Regions from separate parts of the Mus musculus genome. Here region 1 is linked to region 2. Evidence: chromatin contacts called from public Hi-C data. All regions are on one chromosome and are shown on one strand. Each heading gives the region's core, a stretch centred on a gene start, on an enhancer-like site or on the middle of the called end of the contact. The rest is flanking DNA. Distances are from core to core; before and after follow the strand shown. Region 1 overlaps Gm33564 (a long non-coding RNA gene). Region 2 overlaps Col6a6 (collagen, type VI, alpha 6).

What was found. A called contact is a pair of places that touch in the nucleus more often than the background predicts.
Region 1: a contact with region 2 is called in a Hi-C map of Sertoli cells, with 2.4 times the contacts expected there. The contact joins two enhancer-like sites. A contact is called at or near these places in 2 of 484 Hi-C or Micro-C datasets (Sertoli cells and cardiomyocytes).

The regions. Positions count from the first base shown.
Region 1 is chr9:106,264,150-106,266,849 of GRCm38.p6, forward strand. It overlaps Gm33564 (a long non-coding RNA gene), which reads left to right. Exons shown (of 8, transcript XR_001779297.2): 3 at 329-405; 4 at 1,067-1,176. Among named protein-coding and RNA genes, the nearest start is that of Gm33564, 4.5 kb to the left of the region's middle. Within about 2 kb of position 1,397, at least 10 of the 459 cell types and tissues checked have an H3K27ac peak or open chromatin away from gene starts, as enhancers often do. A contact at or near this core is called in Sertoli cells, where this site is marked.
Region 2 is chr9:105,696,734-105,699,433 of GRCm38.p6, forward strand. It overlaps Col6a6 (collagen, type VI, alpha 6), which reads right to left. Exons shown (of 37, transcript NM_001102607.1): 35 at 1,928-2,599. Among named protein-coding and RNA genes, the nearest start is that of Pik3r4, 55 kb to the left of the region's middle. Within about 2 kb of position 1,403, at least 22 of the 459 cell types and tissues checked have an H3K27ac peak or open chromatin away from gene starts, as enhancers often do. A contact at or near this core is called in Sertoli cells, where this site is marked.

The sequences.
Region 1 (2,700 bases), core at 147-2,646, 570 kb after region 2:
CCTTCTCCTTCTCCTTCTCCTTCTCCTTCTCCTTCTCCTTCTCCTTCTCCTTCTCCTTCTCCTTCTCCTTCTCCTTCTCCTTCTCCTTCTCCTTCTCCTTCTCCTTCTCCTTTCTTCTTCTTCTTCTTCTTCTTCTTCTTCTTCTTCTTCTTCTTCTTCTTCTTCTTCTTCTTCTTCTTCTTCTTCTTCTTCTTCTTCTTTAGACTTATTTATTTTATTTTTTAAACTTTTAAAAAAAGATTTATTTATTTATTTTATGTATATGAGTACACTGTAGCTGTACAGACGGTTGTGAGCCTTCATGTGATTGTTGGGAATTGAATTTTAGGACCTCTGCTCGCTCCGGTCAACTCTGCTTCGGTCAGACCTGCTGGCTCACTCCGACCCAAAGATCTATTATTATATGTAAGTTCACTGTAGCTGTCTTCAGACACACCAGAAGAGGCCATCAGATCTCATTACCAGTGGTTGTGAGCCACCATGCGTCGCTGGGATTTGAACTCAGGACCTCTGGAAGAGCAGTCAGTGCTCTTAACCACTGAGCCATCTCTCCATCACTTGGCCCAGGGTTCTTGACTTAGCCAGAACTTCTCTTCCCATCGAACCCAAGATGCCAGAAATCCGTGTGATTGTGGCATGTCAGTAGGATCAGAGAGCCCTGTTGAAAGCCCAAACTATGCACAGTCCCTCCACAGCTTGAAGCAGTCTCCCTTCCAGGAGCAACTTCCTCACAGGAAGCTGCAAATCCTAGCCACTTTGTTGATAGCCCCTCGTTTTTCTATCCCTTAAGTTCAACCAAGAAATCCCTACCTGGGGCCCCTGCCACCTCTGCCTTTCTGTCTGCAATGCTCCTTCCAACTTGGTGCAGCAAGCTCTTGGTTTTCTCTCACCTTATTCCCTTGTCCTAGAGTCTACTCTCTATGACCTCCAGAGCCTTTGCCATCCCCTGTCCCTCCCCAGCTTGCTCTCAAGCTCCCTCTATCCCCCTGAACTTATTGATCTCTTTAATCTCCGTCTGCTCCAGGAGACTAATTAATTAAGGCTTTTTGATGGCTTCACTTCACAGTGTCCAGTTCAGGGGTGAGGACAGGGAGCTGCTATCAAATGAGGGGTGCCTGGAGCACCCTCAAAGAGTTCCTGGAGCTTGGACCTCTCAGACCAGCCAGGCTGGAGAAGGTGGGACTATCATAGGAGGGAGCAGCGGGGGTGGGGTGGTACTGGGGGGTTTTCTGAGTCCATGACAGATCTGGAGTCCTTGATCTGGAGTCTAAAGAGGGAAACAAGTATCTAGACTTGGGCAGAGGGAGTGACCCTGCGGGTCATATCACCGGCTCCATGGGCCTTATCAGCTAACCTGTGTCCTAAATCCTGGAGCATGACCTGTTCCTGAAGCCACACACAGGCCAAGGCAGTGCAAACGAACTCGGTTCACCCAGCTCTCCACCAGGAACCTGATGAGCTCATAGGCTGTCTCATGGCAGAAGCCAGAAGGTTCTGACTGGACTAGGAATCAGAGAGACACAAGCCTTCCCATCCCATCCCAACCCAGCCACCTGGCCCAGGAGGACTCCCACGGGCAACTGTGAGGAAAAAGGTTTCGCTGAGCCAGTCTGATTCCAGATGTCTGAGAGTTACAGAAGGGTTAGGGAGGGGCAGATCTACTCCTTCTTTGCCTGGAGGTGGCTGTCTATAATCTCCGCCGAGGTTCTCCGATCCTTGACTCCACAAGTGGCTATGCCAGTTGGACTGCACCCTCCCCCCACAACACACGCCTCCTCCATCCAGACAGAGCTGTGGGTTTGGGCAGCCTTGGAAGTACAAGGCTCCCGTGGATCTATCTGTACATGATGTCAGTGGTGGCCTTGTTTAACATTCCTTAGAAAACTTCAGAGGACTAAAGCTTGGTGACCTTTCCACGAGGAAGTTGATATTTTGCCTTGGGCCTGGCTGTAAACTGAGGTCCTCCAGTGACTTGGCCCAGACCTCTTGGGTGGGACACTGTGAGGAATGCTTTGCTTCCTGTGCATACGTCACTGCCCCCCCCCCACACACACACACAACACACACACAACACACACAGCTGCTCCTGTGAATATGTGGATACATACATGGAAACTCTGTCAGTCTAAGCTTTCTCAGCTTCCCCTAGCCTCTCTTTTTTGTTTAAGACATCACTTGTTGGGGACTGGAGAGATGGCTCAGTGGTTAAGAGCCCTGGCTACTCTTCCAGTAGGACCTGGGTTCAGTTCCCAGCACCCACATGGCAGCTCACAACTGCCTGTAATTCCAAGGTCTGACACCCTTGCATAGACAGACAGGCAAACACCAAGGCACATAAAATGAGAATAAATAAATCATTTTTTAATGTAAAAAAGACATCACCTGTTGACAGGTAAGCACGTATCAGGCATTATAGCAGCCCTAAAAAGATACCCAACTGCATCCGCTGGTGTCGGCGAATCTGATCTTATTTTGAAATAGGGGCTTTGCAAATGTCAGTTATGTCAGGTTAAACAAACTTATCCTAAATGAGACTGGGCTCATAAGAAGGAAATCTGGACACTGAAGGTAAGATAGCCATACAAAAAAGGAGGTGGAACATAGAGAAATACTGCTCAGAGAGGCAACATCTGGATGGAGGTGGGAAGGTGCCCCTCCTTGGCATGCCCAGCATACCCTACTGCCTATGGACAGGAGGTT
Region 2 (2,700 bases), core at 153-2,652:
CAGGGTTTTTGTCTTACATAGGAGTTTTGTTTTGAGGTAGGGTCTTACTAAGTGGCTTGGGCTGGCTTACAGCAATCCTCCTGTCTCTGCCTCTCCAAAGCAAACATTACAGGTGTGTGCTGGGCCCACCAGATCTGGCTTGGGGTTTTCTTTTCTTATTTGAACAGTATGTAGAAGGTTGCTGACTCAGCAGCTTTGCCTCCCTTAGGGAATGTGCTGCTCTGAAGTGGACCATGTCCTGCTGTCTGCTTTGTGGTCGTGCGCCAAATGAGTCACAGACACTTTGAAGGCATCCGAAGCTTCAGAGGGCATCTGGCCAAGTCTATTCTTTAAGCCTAGCACTGGTGCAGCCAGTGGCTCAGAGTAGATGATCAGCAATGAACACTGTGTTGAATGGGCATGACCATGGGCCTGTGGTAGAATTCACTTCCTGCAGCTGTGTTTTAAAGATGGCACTTTCTAGATATCACAGCTTTGGAAATGGAGTAGGCGGCTGTATCACGCTCAGTGTTCAGAACACTCTCTGTGTCTCCCGTGAGTCCCACCTGCTCTTAGCTTAAAACATTTCTGCTTTTGTCCTAAGAGGGAGGGGCTGCCTCATCTGATCATGTGACTGGCATCTGATCATGTGACTGGATGCCCAGGCAGGGAAGAGCAGGAAGAATTCTGGAATACCAGGAAGGAAATTTCAGGGCAAGTCTTACCCTCTCTCCCCCACACTTGTGGGCCATCAAGCAAGCTTCTTTTCGAGTTTACCAGAGACTTACCAAGTGGTCTTTTGGTCAACCCTTATAAAAGACTTCCTTCAGGGTGACCCCTTGCCCAAAACTCCTCTTTGGGGTTTCAGTTCCAGAATCTATGGAAATGAATCTCACTCTGGGGGGCTCACTATTCCCATACCCGTGTTTCTAAAACCTTGTATATGTGTATCCTGGGAGCTCGGGTAAGATACATCATCGGGTGGGGCTGAAGCCTGCGTCTAACCAGCCCCAGCTGGTAGTTGGTGCTGGTCCTAGACTCACACTGAGTAGGATTTGCCATCAACCCCACCAGCAGTCTCTCTGCACTGCTCAGCACATCTGCAGGCTCATCCCACCTCACTCTTCAATACGATGACAGCTTTAGGAATTAGCCAGGCACTCGCACATGCCTTCTTCAACCTGTGCATGCCTGTCTCCTTATCTGCACTCCCTTGGACAAGAGTCAGCAGGCTCTGAAAACAGATATAGTTACCCACTGCCTGTCTGCCTTCAGCCTCATATCTGGACACGGCTCCTCGGCCATCCCTGCTGCATCCAAAATGGACTGCAGATTTCTCAGGACGCCCAGCCAAGAAAAACAGCCCATGCTTGTCTCCTTACAGGCACAGTTATTCTCGTGAGTGAATCCTACAAGGTCATGGAGTTGGGAGAAAGTTATACAAAGCCATGCCTTTCATTCTGACCGATAAAAAACGATATCTCTTTAACACTCCCAGCTCAGACTTTGGAACTTGTCCAAGCAAAGCCAAGAATTGTTTCTGTTTTTCTCTGGCTTCTCTCTCTCTCTCTCTGTGTTAACTGCAGAAACCTCTTACCAAAGGGTAGCTTGTTAGGGTTACATGGCAAGGGAGCCCGAGTCCAGGCTGTGATTTCACACCCCCCAGACTACACCTCTCTGTGCAGACAGATGTGTGGACAGCTGCTTGTTATGATTGCTTCTCCATAGGAACCAGAGGCATAAAAAAAAAATATGATGAGCCAGAAAATTAAATGCTTAGGAACCAGAGTGTCCTCCCTTCCACCATCCATTATTACATATTTTCCTCTCTGACCCTGCAATGCCCTTGAAGACAAACAAGAGGTGTCCAAGCATGCACGCCAGCACATTGCCCTTCTGGGGAATTACGGAGCAGGCTCTTATGTACAGGAACAGTTTTCTGACTTACGCCTGATGGAGTTTATAAAAGACTTCACAAACTTCACACTGTATCCGTGGTCAGGTTTATGAATTCGGCCAAGCTGGATCAAGTGCTGGTCTACGGGGTGGCTGGCCAGGTCTTCCAGTTCCTTGTCATCCCAGTCAGGGCCCAAGGAAAAGACAAAGAGGGCATACCCATGACATTTGGCTCGTAGGGACTCTTTCTTTAAGGTTTCCGCATCCAGGTGGCTGGTTTCCCCAGCAGATATCACAAATATGACTTTGTTTCGTCTCAAATTGGGGGTGTTTAAAAAGACGTTGTCCAGTGCCCACCCGAGGGCATGGCCAAGAAAAGCATCTCCATGCAGCTGCTGGACTGCCTGATCCACGTGTCTCTTCATGAGGCGCTTACTGCTATAGCTGGTTAGGTTGAACTCAGTTCTAACCGGACTCCTCTGGGTGTTGGGTAGGAAGTCGAGGGGGGCATGGCTCAGCAGGGCCACCCTGTCTCCAGTGACAGATGTCTCTGGCTCCGAAGTGATTTCGAAGTGATCTAGCAGTGCCTCTAGAAAGTCTCTCATGTCTTCAAACTCTGCACTTCCCACGTGCCGAGAGCCATCCAGTAGGAATGCAGTGTCCAGGTAGGACTGAATGGGGGGTGGTTTGGCTTGGTCACACGAAGCATCCGGCTTGCATAGATCTGCAAACCAAGTCATTTAGAGTTACTAAGCAGATCGAGACAAAGAGTAGGAAGGTTCTACCTCAGCTATTTGAGCATGCAGGCACTACATAGATTTTGCT